Regions from separate parts of the Mus musculus genome. Here all the other regions are linked to region 2. A link is a contact called in public ChIA-PET, Hi-C and HiChIP or PLAC-seq data. All regions are on one chromosome and are shown on one strand. The core of a region is the stretch at or near the end of the contact, and the rest is flanking DNA. Distances in the headings are between cores, read along the strand shown. Region 1 overlaps Cdc42 (cell division cycle 42). Region 2 overlaps Usp48 (ubiquitin specific peptidase 48). Region 3 holds the start of Wnt4 (wingless-type MMTV integration site family, member 4). Region 4 holds the start of Cdc42 (cell division cycle 42). Region 5 overlaps Gm31820 (a long non-coding RNA gene).

Region 1 (2,700 bases), core at 166-2,665, 310 kb after region 2:
CATAATCTCTTCTGTAACTGCTTCTTAGTTGAAATTAGGACATTGATGTCAGAGCTCTGGAAGACTGGGATGCCTGTTTAAGGTTGGGAGATTCCAGTGCTCTGAGCAGTCTGGAATGACAGAGACCACTATCTAGACAGTTGTCCCAGATTCCTGTGGTCCTGTTGCACTGTGGTCAGAGGTGGTCTTTGGCCATTAGGCCAGAAGAGGGAGGCCTTTTTTTTTTTTGTGGAGAAGGAACATGGGAGAGACTGACCTCATCTTGTCTTCAGCAACACTTAGCAATAAATCATAGCAGTAAGTTTTCCCGTGTCCGGTTTGCCCACAGTGCAGGCTGGGCCCTAGTGGGCAAGGCAGGGGCCAGTCTGTCCACTGGTCAATGTACTCTAATCCAGGTTTAGTCTTTTGTCATTCTGCCTATATCTTCTTGAAGAACTTGCAGAGGTGGGTTGTGTATCACTGTTAGGATTTGGGAGTCACTGTCATATAATAAGTTTAAGCATATTAAATGCCATAGTCAACAGGTCTCTGACAGGCTTGAGGGCTAGTACCCACCGAGCATATCTGAGTTAAACAATCTTTGTCTGTTTTCAGGTATCTGCGCTAAACTGTACCTTGCAAACATAAAACAAGGGGCTAAGTAAAACTTCATCTTGTAATTACGTCAATTCATAGAGAAACCTCAAATATATTTTTGGACACATTAAAAGATTTGATCATTTATTTATAAGGTTACTATCAACTTGCATTTCTTTTTTTTTTTATTAAGATTTATTTATTTATTATATGTAAGTACACTGTAGCTGTCTTCAGACACTCCAGAAGAGGGTGTCAGATCTCATTATGGGTAGTTGTGAGCCACCTTGTGGTTGCTGGGATTTGAACTCAGGACCTTCAGAAGAGCAGTCAGTGTTCTTAACCGCTGAGCCATCTCTCCAGCCCCTTCACTTGCATTTCTTAATTATCCTTAACAGTTGACAATAATTTAGTAGCTTCCTAAGATTAGGACTTTGTGGGGCTTTTTGTTTGTTTGTTTGTTTGTTTCTTTGTTTTCGAGACAGGGTTTCTCTGTGTAGCCCTGGCTGTCCTGGAACTCACTTTGTAGACCAGGCTGGCCTCGAACTCAGAAATCCACCTGCCTCTGCCTCCCAAGTGCTGGGGTTAAAGGTGTGAGCCACCACCGCCTGGCTAGGACTTTGTGTTTTATCTCTGTTAAGTTTAGATTTAAAAATTAAGATTTTGATTTTGCTCTTCTAGTATCAAAATAAAATTTCTAAATCTATAAATATAGTTTATAATTAGAGACTGGGCACATTTCTGACCTTTATAGAACATAAAAGCTTCCTTGGTAGCCTGTTTCTGTGGTCAGCTCATGTCATGTGTTGCTTGCGGTTTAGTTAGACGTGGATGAAGCCATGACTTGCAGCTTCTTTATCCCATAGCACAGATGGCAGGCAGCTGTTTGCTGTTTGTATCCCAGAATGGAATTGTGTCACATGGTTTATGATTATCTAAGTACAAACTTTCAGTTACTAACCCTGGTCATGAGTTTTACCCATATCCGATAATTTATAAGTCAGTGATCTTGTTTTTGACCCTGGGCTTTAAAAACATGCCTGGGTCTTAAAAAGAGTGAGTGGTAACCCATTTTTAGAGCTAGCAATGAACTAGAACAGTATAAACCAGCAAGGGAACAGTATAAACAATTTTAATATTATCCATATTTAAATAACATCTGACTCCTTCTTATATTAGATCCAATGGCCGGAAACCAAGACATGTATTGAGTGAGCCTAGGAGACTGGCAGCAGGAGAAAGAAACTGCATTTGTTCATGCATACAGACCAGTCAGAGAGAAACACACAGTGGCTATGAACATTCTAAGTTAACTTTTGTTAATCTGAATAGACATTTATAACCTTGAATTTTCATCATCATCTAAAGAATATTTTAAACCAGGGTTGAATCACATATATAGCGTGTTAATATCCTATCATAATAAAAACCTGCACCAGTTTAAAGTATTTGAGACTTGTTACTCTTAGTCTAAAAGGAGATACAGTAATAAACAGAATTCATTAGGACTAAGAAGTTTTATAATTGTTACTTTATACCATATGGTCATCTTAAGATGATGAAATCACATGTCCAGTTGAAAGCCTTTTATATACAGCCCATACCTGGTGCTAATGCTAGGTCCCTGGGGGAGCCCAGTGGAAGTGTCTGTAAGCTGACAAGATAGATGGAGTTAGTAAACTGTCAGGTGAGGTTCAGATAAGTACAGACTTAAAAGTGGGTGTGTGGGCTCCCCCCTCCCCGCCATTTTAGATACTTAAATTTTTCTTCCTTACTATACCACACAATTTCTAGGATGATTCAACTGGGACAGAATTAAGTGCACTATTTGATGCTTTTGAGTCAGGGCGTTACTCTCTGGGCTACTTTTGGCATAGTCTGCAAAAATATATGTCTTATGTGTTACCTCCAGTCTCCTGTGTTTTTTTTTTTGTTTTTTTTTTAATGTGGAACGCTTTACGAATTTGCGTGTCATCCTTGCGCAGGGGCCATGCTATATGTGCTGCCGAAGCGAGCACTCTCAAGTGTTTTTAAGGGTATTATTTCCTTTATGGAGTTTTCCTCTGGCCATTTTTGAGTGGTGTGTCTAGGGAGCAGTGAGTGAGAGCGAACAACATGTGTGCA
Region 2 (2,700 bases), core at 71-2,570:
AGCAGGGGCCAAATGTTCCAGAACATCTTTTGGTGTGTTTTGAAAGCATCTCACTCATTATGTAGGTCTGCTACATAATGTGGGCCTGCTCTGTACTGCAGGCAGATCAGCCTTCCATGCTGGCAGTAGTGTTTGTGGCTCTTTACTTACAAAGCCCTCCCTGGGGGGTTAACAAGCCAAGATTCTCTTGTTAACCAAGCCAGGGAATTAAAGTGGGATTTTTATTCCCACTTTCCCATTCATATTACTAATGTGTTTTGTAATTCATAAAGCAGCTACCAGGGCAGAGACTTTTCTCAGGTCTCTGGCCACTGGCAAGGCTCTGCCCAATCTAGCCACAACTTCCATTTCTAAGAAAAAGTCAACTTAGCAGTCACAAAAACAACATCCAACTGAAAAAGAGGACATTATCTACAGACAGAAGGTATCCACTGTACAATCCTAACCTCACCCCATGCCCCAGCCAAAAGGTCTCAGGCATCAACTAAAATCTTTTCAAATTGATTTTAAGAGGATCTAAAAGCTTTTCCTGGAATTATTGTCCTTTAACCCATGTCAACCTGCTAAAACCAGTAGAGCAGTGGTTGTTTTTCCCCAGTCACTGGATTTAAAAGGCTTCCAGTTACCTAAGTGATACCTACTGAGTGTATCATTAACCTGAATTTTAGATAACACAGAAGGAACTTGGTTGATCTGGCTTAGAGAGGAGGGCAGGGAATTTGCTCAGCTCCATTAAGGAGCACTAATGCTTGCTTTATGGCGTGGGATTTACTTCAGTGAAACCAGTGACCCATGTTCTGAGAAAAAAGAGGGAGGGGGGTGCGGGAGGTGACATTCTGAAGACACTAGGTATCCCCAGGGACTAACTAGTTACTATGCTCTAAACAGAGGGTTAGAGCTGAGATCCCCGCCCTGCCTTGAACCAAAAGTATTTAAAACATTCTAGGATATTACAATATCCAAACATGGACAAGGGAATCGGAGGAAAATTATAACATGTACAAAATAATTATGGCGTAAAGAGCAATCCTCTAACATTCTGTATTGTATTTGTTCATGTGAACTCTGCTGCAATCCACAACTAAAGGCAGGAATCCCACATCCACCTGAGAACATTGCTGTGGTTGTGACCACAGTGAATAAAACCGGATGCTCAGAGAAAGAGTCAGACTTTAAAGTCTGAGTCACAGGAAAATGCAGCGTTTGCTCAACAAACAAGGCTTGGACTGAAAAACAAAGCTGGAAACAGAGAGACACACTTCTTCGAAATCCTAGAGGGCCCTCTTAGCAGCCAGGCAGGGGTGTCCACACCAGCAATCCCAGCATTCTAGATGCCAAACTAGATTATGGGATCGAGGCCAACCTGGGTTACGTGGCACAGCAAGCCTGTGTCTCAGAAAGGAAAAAGAGCTAACAGAGAAAACTTGACTCCACAATGTCAGGAGATTGACAACAGACACAAACAGATCTGAGTAGGGCAATAGAGCGCCTCAGTCAGAAAACCCTGCATGACCACAGAACGCTCTGAGGCCATGGGCCATCAAGCTTGACAAGGGATAAATACCAAATTTGCCTGTCCACTGTCCAAGAGATGGACATAAAACAGTGGTTTTGCTCATTCATGGGTTTTTGTTGTTGTTTTTTAAAGTTATTTTTATAGGATTCGAACAAAGCATAGATAACAATGACATCCTTCCATACCAGCAAGTACACACAACATTTATTTACCTTGGGCTGATTAAGACCTAAGACTTTATGTACGCAGTGTTCTGCCCGCATATGTCCCTATATGCCAGAGGAGGGCATCAGATCCCATTACAAATGGTTGTGAGCCAACACGTGGTTGCTGGGAATTGAACTCCAGACCACTGGAAGTACTCTCAACCACTGAGCTATCTCTCCAGCACCAAACTTAAGACTTTCTTCATCAACATTAAATAAAGCAGCAAATCACACCGTGACAGTGCACGCCTTTAATCCCAGTACTCTGGAATAAGAAAGAGGCAGATCAATCTCTGAGTTCAAGGCCAGCCTGGACTAGAGTGATTTCCAAGGTCAGATATACATAGAGAAACCCTCATGAAAAAACCTACCAACCAACCAGAAAAACAAAGAAAATGAAAAAAAATGAACAACAGCAGCAACAACAATAACAACAAAAAACCCAAACCAACCCAAACAAGCAAAAAACAAACAACCAAAACAAAACAAAACAAAACAAAACAAAAAACAGTGGTATACCAACAGCAGACCAGCATGTTCAAAGACTGTGCTCTGGATTGGATGAGGCAAAGGGCCACTGAGGCAGAAGCTACGCATAATTTGACTACCAGGTCTCAGGGTAAAGATGTCCCAGCTATTAAGAGTAAAACAGGCAGCCCAGAGAAGGTGCTGAGTTCCAAACTCAGGCCTCTTGGAGAGGCCATGCTCTCAACCACTGAACATCTTCCCCAGTCCCCGACACAGTCAATCTTAGTAGAAATTGATTATGGTGGAGACTGAAGGGCTAATATCATCTTCCTCCATTTATCACAAATCCTAGTTGGCAGGCTGTGTGGTGATGGTGCACACCTTTAATAACAGTACTTGGGGAGAACAAAGGCAAGTAGATCTCTGTTGTTCAGAGCAAGTTCCAGAACAGCTAGGACAATGGGAAAACAATGTCTTGGGGAAAAAATAAAAAGACTGCCAGTTTGTTAC
Region 3 (2,700 bases), core at 182-2,681, 360 kb after region 2:
AACCCAGGTCTCACTGGGGGAGGGAGCATTCTGCAAGAAGTGGGGGGCGGGAGGGGAGGGGACGGTGGCTGTGCCCTGGTTTCTGTCCACTCTGCCACTGCCCCTGAAGTGTTAATCAAATTAAGAATCCAGGAAAAACAATGCAGCCACTTTGGGCCTCAGAGGAATTGCGAGCTCTCGGAACAGCTGGGAGAATTCCACATCACCTCAGTCTCCCAAGCTCTGGGTGGCTCTGACCCCAACGAACACACTCCTTTCCAGTCTCCAGGGCCCTGGCTGGCCACAATGACCTCATAGCAACAGCCATTGGACACTCAGGGCAATTTCATGGGAGATATTTGTTCTTTGGTCTTGATGCAGAGAGAATTTTTCCTTTCCCACTGTCTCCATGGAAACCCCAGCTACACTGTTGGCTATCCCCCCTTCCCACCTCATGCTTTTCAGATCAATACAGGAGCTTGGCTCCCCACTGGCTGCCCACAGTGGAAGGCTGCAGAGCTCTGGGCAGGAGAAGTTGGGGCCAGGGTTAAGCCTGGGCCATAGGAAGTGCCACTGAGGAGGGATGAAGGAGTCTAAAAGCTGGTTCCTTGTTCTCTTAGTCACTAGCTCTTTAGCTCGCCTTCCCAGGGATCCTCCCGAGCGCAGACCCAGTCAGGGAGAGACACACAGGTCACCAGTGGTTACCACCCCCTTCCTTCTTAGGCAAGACCCTTAGAGGTGGATGGGGGTTGTCGCCTTCTTTATTAAAGGTTGGGAGAAGTTTCTTCCTGCCTCAGGGAACAGCGAGGAGCAGCCAGAGCCAGCCTGCGGGCTCTCAGAGGCTCGGCGCCCCGGTCCTGGACTTCTATGTTTGGCTCCCGCCCCCCAAGCAGAAACAGGTCTCTGCACGCCTCCAGCTCAGCCCGCAGCGCGGCGCGGCGCAGCGCAGCGCGAGGAGCTCGCGCCCAGACTCCTCGCGGTTAACCTGCTATTATGCTCGGGACGCTTTCCCTCGGAGACCTGTCAGCCCGCCGGTTTGCGCCTCGCTCCGTTCCCGGGCCACCGCCCCGCGCTCGCACCCCCGCGCGCCCTCGAGCACCCAAAGGAGCCTCCCGGTGCAGACGCACTGCCAGCCCTGCTACCCCGAGCCGGACTGGGGCAGCAGGGGTCCCGGGACCTCCAGAGGGAAGACCGGACAGTGGTGGTGGCCGGCAGGAGGAACCGGCGGGAGCGCGATCCTCGGGTCCCACGGCTGAGACACCTGCCGGGAGCCCCCTGCGCCTGTGGCCCCGGGACCCGCCCCGCCCGCCCGGTCCCCGGCCCGACTTACAGCCAATTGCTCGCGGCGGCCGAGAACACGGCGAAGACGAGGAGTCGCAGGGACCGCAGGCACGAACGGGGGCTCATGGTGCCGTGCGCGCCCAGCCCGGGGCAGCGGCCGCAAGGCTCCCGTCGGGGCGGCAGGTGGGCGCCGCGCGGACGGGCTGGGGCGCCGGGCCGGGGCGCGCGGCGGGGCTCAGCCTCCGAGCAGCCGGCCGCGCCGCCCGCTGCTGCGCCCGCTGCCCGGCGGACCCGACTGTCAGCGCCGCCCCAGAGCCGGGATGCGGCGGTGGCGGCGGAGGCGGGCGGGCGGCCGGCGGGGCGGGCCGGGGGCGGGCCGAGGATGGGGTTACCTGGGCGGGTCCAGCGGCGTGGGACAACCCCCCCCCCACGGGGGCGGTCCTGAGCCCGCGGGACTGGGCTTCTCCTGGGGGGCCTCCCCGGCCCGGCGCCCGGACGCGCTCGGAGCCTCAGCCCCGCTGCTGCAGGCACGCTTGGCCGCACGCCGCCCAGTTGGGCCGAGCTAGAGGCGCGGCGACCCAGCTGCTGGGTCCCCGCCCGGGGCCTTAGGGACGAGCGGGCACAGCTCCCCCAGCCCGCCGCTGCGGGCACTGCAGCGCCGCCCTGGCCGCGCCCCGCGGCCCCCCGCCGGCGCCTGGGAGCCGGGATCCCCGGCCGACCCCGGCGGAGCCACCGGAGCGAGAGCGGCTGCTACTCGCGCGCACCCAGTCGCTCGCGCTCAGGGCGCACCAGGCTGGGGTGCCGCCCGGCTGTCCCCACCGGACCCCTCCCCGCCCTCAGGCCCCCGCGTTCTGTGGTCCGGCCCCTCCCTAGCACTCACCTCCCTCCAGCCTTCCCGGAGCTGGACAGGGGCCTCTCTACTTCGGGCAGCTTGGGACAGTGGCCTGAGACTCCGGGAATCCGAAACCTCGCTTCTGGATCGCCCTGAGTTCTGGCGCGCTCCAGGCAGCGAGGTTTTGAGCGAACCCCTTGCCTTTCTGTGTAGACCTTCTGCTTAGGAACTGGAAGGCTGTGGAGGCTTCCTTTTAGCACAGGAACCAATCTTTGCTGTCTGCTTGGGTTTCTGTTCGATTCTTTTATTACTTCTCCCACGTCAGGCAGATTCAACCCTTAGCTTGGTGTCTGGCACAGAGTGGGTGGGTGACACGTTTGTGGAGTGAATGAATGGAGTGGAGATATTGCTTAAAAACCCATGCCTGGCTGGTGCTGAAGCTCAATTCCGTGTTAATAGTTACTTGCCATGGCTGGGCCACACCCTCTCCAGGTCACTGATAGAGCCCAGACTCTGGCCCTGCCTGAGGCTACATCCCACTGAGCTAGAGGAACTCTGTCTAAACAGGACACGAAAGCCCAGAGACCCTACTCAATCTCACTAAAAGC
Region 4 (2,700 bases), core at 51-2,550, 280 kb after region 2:
CAGAGTTCTGCCTCCTTAAGACACACCCTCCTGTTTTTTGAGAATGGATGTTTTGTATCCTAGGACACTCTGAATCTTCTATGCAACCAAGGGTCACCATAGATTTTTCTGCTTCCACCTCCCAAGTGCTGGGATTACAGCCATCCATCTCAGAGCTTGGATTATGAATGTGGTAGAGGCACTAACGTGGGGCTTCGTGCATTCTTGGCAAGCTCTCTACCGACTGGGCTACATCTCCAGCCCGCAAGAGAACATTACTGAGATAAGGTTCCTCTAATGTTGGGGAGCATCTGACAGAAGGCTAGGCTCTCTATTCTCCAGCAGCTAGTACACGGCCAGAGAAGGCAGCTATTCAACAGGCGCCGAGATGACAGGGAAGAGAAGGATTTGATAGGTCAGATCCAACCAAAGGGGCCAGGGGAGAGCACTCAGGGACAGTAAATGTAGGACTTTTTTGAGGGGGAAAGTCTTTAGTTCTAAACAAAACCGAGGGTGATACTCAACTCCCACTCCAAAAACAGACAGATAAAGCTGTGCACAGCAAGTCACTTCCTCTCTCAGAGAAGCAAAGAGGCAGGCTATGGAGGGGCACGCCTATAAGCTCAGCACTTCGGAGGTAGAGGCTTAGCAGTTTAAGATCAACCTCTGGTACCTAGTTAAGCATTCAAATCCAGGCTGCGCTAAACGAGATCACGTCTCAAGTTATTAAAAACAAAACAAAACAAAACAAACCCGGTAGCCTGGGTATGGTGATGCACACCTTTAATCCCAGCACCCAGGAAGCAGAGGCAAGGGATTCTCTGAGTTCCAGGCTAGCCTGGGCTCCACAGCAAGTTTCAATACAGCTAGGGCTACCCATGGAAAGAAACTCTTGTCAAAAAACAAAAAACAACAACAAAAAAGAGAGAGACAGCTCAGGCATGGTAGTACATTTCTTGAAATATCAGAACTCTGGAAGCAGAGGCAGTAGTATTGCTGTGTTCTGGGACAGCCTGGTCTACATAGCCATTCTGGGATAGCAAGGGCTACATAATGACACCCTGTCTCAATAAAATAAACAAAAATATAAAAGTAAAACATATTTACAACACTTTTCTTCACGAAGTTGCAAGACTCAAAATAAACTTTAGTTACAACACCGTGCACATCATTGTTCATAGTTTTATTACGGATAAAAAATACCGTTAAAAGGCGCAGAGAGCCAACCAGAGCATGCAAGGAACGCAGCCCGCGCGCGTGCGCGCCAAGGGGCGGAGCCCGAGCCGCCCTCAGCCCCTTCTCTCTCTTTGTCCCTCCCACTTCCGCGGGCACCCAACCATGCGTCCCCTGCGTGCTGACGTCAGGCGCGTGCCCCTGTCCGGCAGCCGAGGAGGCCCCGCGCAGTGCTGCCAACGCCCCGGCGGAGAAGCTGAGGTGAGTGCGGGGCCCGAGAAGCCTCCCTGCGGGAGCGTCTTCTGCGCCGCCCGGTCCCCTTCGCGTGTCCCCCCCCCCCCCGTCCTCTCTCGGTTCTCGAGGATGCTCGCGGGCAGGGGCATCCCGGTGCTTGCGGGCGGTGGGCCGCGAGGGAGGGCTTGCCGGGGTCGCGTGCGCCCGCCGGCCCGGGTTCTGAGGGAAGCGAGGCGGGGTCGCGGCGAGGCTTAGGGCTGGAATGGCGGCGCGGCGCGGCCGGGGATGGCGGCGGCCGAGGGCACAGCCCGGCCGAGCTGTCAGCGGCGGCGGCGGCGGCGGCGGCGGCGAGAGGACCGGGCACACCCATCCCACCCGCTCCCCTCCCCCTCCGGCCGCCCGCGGGCTCCGAGGCCCCGGGGCGCGGGGTGGGAGACGCCCGGTCCGGACCGGGGTCGGAGGCCGGGGGCTGTCTCTCCGTTGTGGGCCTCGACTTCCTGCTTCCCCGGCCCCGCCACGGACGCGTTGCGGCTGGCGGGGGAGGGGAGCGGAACTGCGGCCGCAGGGCCGGGCCGGGCCGGGGCCGAGGTGACGGACCGGGCGGCTCTGCGCCTGCGCCCCTCGGCGGTCTCCAGCCCCGCGCCGTGTCCTCTCCTGCCCCGCGGCTCCCGGGGCTCTCCTGCCGGGGCCGGCCTCTTTGCCATCCGGGACCTGCCTAAGCACCTCCCGAAACCCCGCCTGGCCACTTACTCAGTTCCTCGTTCCTAGCAGGAAATTTTCTTTGTCGGTTATTATTACTATTTTGTAAATTCCTCTTTCCACCCCTTTAACTCTGGGAGAAATTCAGTGTGGAAGATTACGTCATCGCAGCATAAGGGGTGAGAGTTTTAACTCCTACAAGTCAGGGCTATTCAAATTAAGACAGCATCTTGCGGCCTTTGTGGGTCAACCCAGCACATTGGTTCAGAGTAAGGTGGCAATTTTTTTTTGTTGTTGTTGAAATCCTGTTGCCTGTCTTCAGGCTGCCTGAGATGCACCTAAAATACCGAAGGTTCAAAATCTTAGGTTTAAGTTATTTTGGTCAGGGAATATACACTGTCTGCAGCCACTTGTGTAGGTATGATCTTTAAAGGACCCCTTGGCTATATACTCGGGTGAATTGCAGGAGCAATTCTTTGCCACACTAATTGTGACTTACTTGATGTAAAGAACCCAACTTCAGTGCATGGTTTGAAGAATGAGGTGAAAAGAGAATTTCGTCATACCCCTGATTTGTCTTTGTTAGGATTGCAACTTCAAAGTTGCATGCTTTAG
Region 5 (2,750 bases), core at 240-2,739, 410 kb after region 2:
TCTCAGAAGGTGAAGTGACTGCTACCCCAGCAGAAGGCCCAAGTTTGAGTCCCAGTACACAGGAAATAAGCCAGATGTTGTCGTGTGTTCCAGTTTCCTTTCTCTTGTTGTAATAAACTCATGACCAAAAGCTACTTGGTGAGGAAAGGGTTAGCTTTAGCTCATAGTACACAGCCTACCATTGAGGGAAGTCAAGGCAGGAGCCTGGAGCAGAAACCATGGAAGAACGCTGCTTACTTGGCCTGTTCCCTGTGGCTTGTTTAAGGAACTCTGTTATGTAGCCAGGACTTCTTGCCTAGGGATGGCACCGCCCACAGTGGACTGGGACCTCCTACATCAATCAGCAGTTAAAGAAAACGCCTCACAGACGTGACCACAGGCCAGTGTGATGGAGGTAACTCAGTTGAGATTCATTCTTCCCAGGTGACTCTAGGTTTGTGTCAAGGGAACAATTGACACTAACCATGACATACATGGTGGTGTGTGCTTATGGTCTCAGCATTGGGGATGTGAAGCCAGGGGGGTCCCTGGGATTTGCTGGCCAACCTGCCTAGCCTAATTAATGATTCCCAGATCCCCTGCCTTAAAACACACCCACACCCACCCCACCCCCCCCCCCCCACACACTCACAAAACAAGGTTGGGATCAGGCATAGGGGAATCCTTTTTTTTCATTCCAGCACTTGGGAGGCAGAGGCAGGCAGATGTCTGTGGGTTCAAGGCCAGCCTGGTCTACATAGTGAGCTCCAGGCCAGCCAAGGCTACACAGAGAAACCCTATCTCAAAAAACTAAATACAAAACCCCTTCCCTCCTGGAAAAAAGGCCAAACAAGGTTGATGGCTCTCAAGAGGTGGATCTCTGGCCTCCACACGCACATGCTCACATAAGCAGAAGCCCCACTTACATCAGTGAAGGTGTCACGGTAGGCTGCTGATGCTTTCATCTGACATTTTATTCTTTTAATTTCTAGACCTGTTCTCTAACAGCGCCCGGCCTGCCCTCCAGTGCCCAGATAACCACTGGGTAATTTTTTTTTTCTTTTTTCTGGTAGCCATGGCAGCAGCTTCAGGCTGAGGTGGCTGCTTACCCTCCCCAGGGGAAACAGGGACTGCCAACAGACCCATCCCACATCTGGCTACTGCTGCTGTTGCTGGTCTAGTTGTGAGGCTGGCCTCAGCTGAGTTGCTTTGGGGTTGGGCTGTCACATCGACATGATGCTGTCCTCAGAGCAGAGGGTGTCACTTACTTTAAGTGACTGTCCCTGGAGCTCATCTCTGTCACATGTTCTCTGTGCAGATGGAGGAGGGAACAGGTGAGCCTCCTGTGCATCCTGGCCGAGTGTCTCTCGGAGCAATGTGTAGCCTCGATCCTTTCTGCCCTGAAGACTCAGGGAACCATTTGCCCACAGCCTCAACCCCAGACCTCCTCTGTCCGGGTCCCAAGCTAAGTCCCCAGATGTAAGCAGGACAGTATGGGAATGTGGCTACAGCCACAACGAGTTTATTCCTGAGGTCAGCAGTGTAAATAGTAGAAAAATGTATTTCCTGTTCCAAGTCAAATAAGCGAGTGGCAGCCAGTTGGCTAGGGGCCACCAGCGGGATTTCAGCCATGCATGTGCCCTGCCTTTGGCTGGGGAGGAAGCAGCAGGGATGCCTGGCACAGCCTCATCCCCTTGCTAATGGCAGACTTTTTGGGAGGCCCCTAGTGTCTACTCAGGTCGGTCCTGCCGGGATGGTGAGGAGCAGCGGTGGATAGGGCTACTGGGGTGTGGCATCAGGGTTGGCTGACCAACTGCCAAGCACCTTGGCTCCTAGTGCCGTCCTCGGGTGTGTGGTTGGTGATCAGGAGAAACTGATAAACAGGGAATGCATGGGAGGGAGCGGGTGGCCTCTCAGGGGAAGAGACCAGACTCTCACATCAGCCATTGATGGGTGGAGCCACTGTCTGCTACTTGGGGTTCTTTGATGAAAGTAAAAGCTTCCAGTTGGAACAATCCAGCGGATGGCTGGGTCTGCCTTACTGCAAACTGTGTGCAGCGTCTAAGTGGTGTCCTTGTAGGTAGGTGGATGCTTTCTCTGTAGCGTGCTGGTCTATATTTTTCCCCCTCCTCCCCTTCCTCCTCTCCCCTCTCTCCTTTCCTTTCCTCTCCTTTCCTTTCCTCTCCTTTCCTTTCCTTTCCTTTCCTTTCCTTTCCTCTCCTCTCCTCTCCTCTCCTCTCCCCTCCTCTCTTTTCCTTTCCTTCCCTCTCCTTTCCTTGTCTTTTTTTTCTTTTAAAACAAAACCAAAAAAAACAAAAAACAGGGTCTCATGTGTCCCAAGCTGGCCTCAAACTCACTATGTAGCTGAGGGAGTCAAACTCAGGGATTCAGGAATTCTGGGCAAGTGCTCTAACAGAAACTGGGTACCCAGCCTTCCCCACACTCCTTTGCGGGGATGTGAGAAGAGGACAGGGATACTTCATGCCTTTACAGCCAGCAGGCTGCACTGGACTCCTTAGGCCACCTCTTTGTCATCTTTCCAATGATACCTTAGTGGTTTCTCTCACTGAAGATATCCACCTATGCTACCCCCTCTGCCTCTGTCTCCCAGCTCTCACGTGGCCTCTTGGTAGAGCCTCAACTCAGTCTGGCTGGTCCTTGTTTACTGGTCTGCATGCTTGAGGGTAGGGTCAGGTTTGGTTCTCTGTTGTACCTGTGGCGTTGGGCTCTGACTAAAGGGAGGCGCTCAGTCAGTCTCTGCTACTGCTACA

The links. A called contact is a pair of places that touch in the nucleus more often than the background predicts. ChIA-PET counts read pairs in DNA pulled down with a chosen protein or histone mark. HiChIP or PLAC-seq counts read pairs in DNA pulled down with a chosen protein or histone mark.
Region 1: a Hi-C map of myocytes shows a contact between it and region 2, with 1.9 times the contacts expected there. The contact joins two enhancer-like sites. A contact is called at or near these places in 10 of 39 promoter capture datasets (the 3T3-L1 cell line, 3T3-L1-derived adipocytes, the HPC-7 cell line and 6 more), 10 of 484 Hi-C or Micro-C datasets (the C10 cell line, the HPC-7 cell line, Sertoli cells and 7 more), 2 of 115 datasets of contacts at active chromatin or transcription factors (embryonic stem cells and extraembryonic endoderm stem cells) and 2 of 9 other capture datasets (adipose tissue and embryonic stem cells).
Region 3: an HNF4G HiChIP or PLAC-seq map of pancreatic cancer cells shows a contact between it and region 2. The contact joins the promoter of Wnt4 here to the enhancer-like site in region 2. A contact is called at or near these places in 5 of 39 promoter capture datasets (the C10 cell line, liver, maxillary cranial neural crest and 1 more), 1 of 115 datasets of contacts at active chromatin or transcription factors (pancreatic cancer cells) and 2 of 9 other capture datasets (adipose tissue and liver).
Region 4: a contact with region 2 is called in an RNA polymerase II ChIA-PET map of effector CD8 T cells, with 13 read pairs. The contact joins the promoter of Cdc42 here to the enhancer-like site in region 2. A contact is called at or near these places in 4 of 39 promoter capture datasets (embryonic stem cells, hippocampal neurons, liver and 1 more), 4 of 115 datasets of contacts at active chromatin or transcription factors (bone marrow-derived macrophages, effector CD8 T cells, memory CD8 T cells and 1 more) and 2 of 9 other capture datasets (adipose tissue and liver).
Region 5: a FOXA1 HiChIP or PLAC-seq map of pancreatic cancer cells shows a contact between it and region 2. The contact joins two enhancer-like sites. A contact is called at or near these places in 1 of 115 datasets of contacts at active chromatin or transcription factors (pancreatic cancer cells) and 1 of 9 other capture datasets (liver).

What each region holds. Positions count from the first base shown.
Region 1 is chr4:137,325,431-137,328,130 of GRCm38.p6, reverse strand. The region is part of intron 5 of Cdc42 (cell division cycle 42); the gene reads left to right. Among named protein-coding and RNA genes, the nearest start is that of Cdc42, 31 kb to the left of the region's middle. Within about 2 kb of position 1,415, at least 16 of the 459 cell types and tissues checked have an H3K27ac peak or open chromatin away from gene starts, as enhancers often do. A contact at or near this core is called in the HPC-7 cell line and myocytes, where this site is marked.
Region 2 is chr4:137,640,296-137,642,995 of GRCm38.p6, reverse strand. The region is part of intron 22 of Usp48 (ubiquitin specific peptidase 48); the gene reads right to left. Among named protein-coding and RNA genes, the nearest start is that of Usp48, 47 kb to the right of the region's middle. Within about 2 kb of position 1,320, at least 106 of the 459 cell types and tissues checked have an H3K27ac peak or open chromatin away from gene starts, as enhancers often do. A contact at or near this core is called in the HPC-7 cell line, adipose tissue, bone marrow-derived macrophages and 5 more, where this site is marked.
Region 3 is chr4:137,276,366-137,279,065 of GRCm38.p6, reverse strand. Wnt4 (wingless-type MMTV integration site family, member 4) reads right to left here and starts at 1,431. Exons shown (of 5, transcript NM_009523.2): 1 at 1,310-1,431. The coding sequence starts at 1,386.
Region 4 is chr4:137,356,359-137,359,058 of GRCm38.p6, reverse strand. It overlaps Cdc42 (cell division cycle 42), which reads left to right and starts at 1,300. Exons shown (of 6, transcript NM_009861.3): 1 at 1,300-1,413.
Region 5 is chr4:137,230,565-137,233,314 of GRCm38.p6, reverse strand. All of the region lies in intron 2 of Gm31820 (a long non-coding RNA gene), which reads left to right. Among named protein-coding and RNA genes, the nearest start is that of Gm31820, 21 kb to the left of the region's middle. Within about 2 kb of position 1,489, at least 38 of the 459 cell types and tissues checked have an H3K27ac peak or open chromatin away from gene starts, as enhancers often do. A contact at or near this core is called in pancreatic cancer cells, where this site is marked.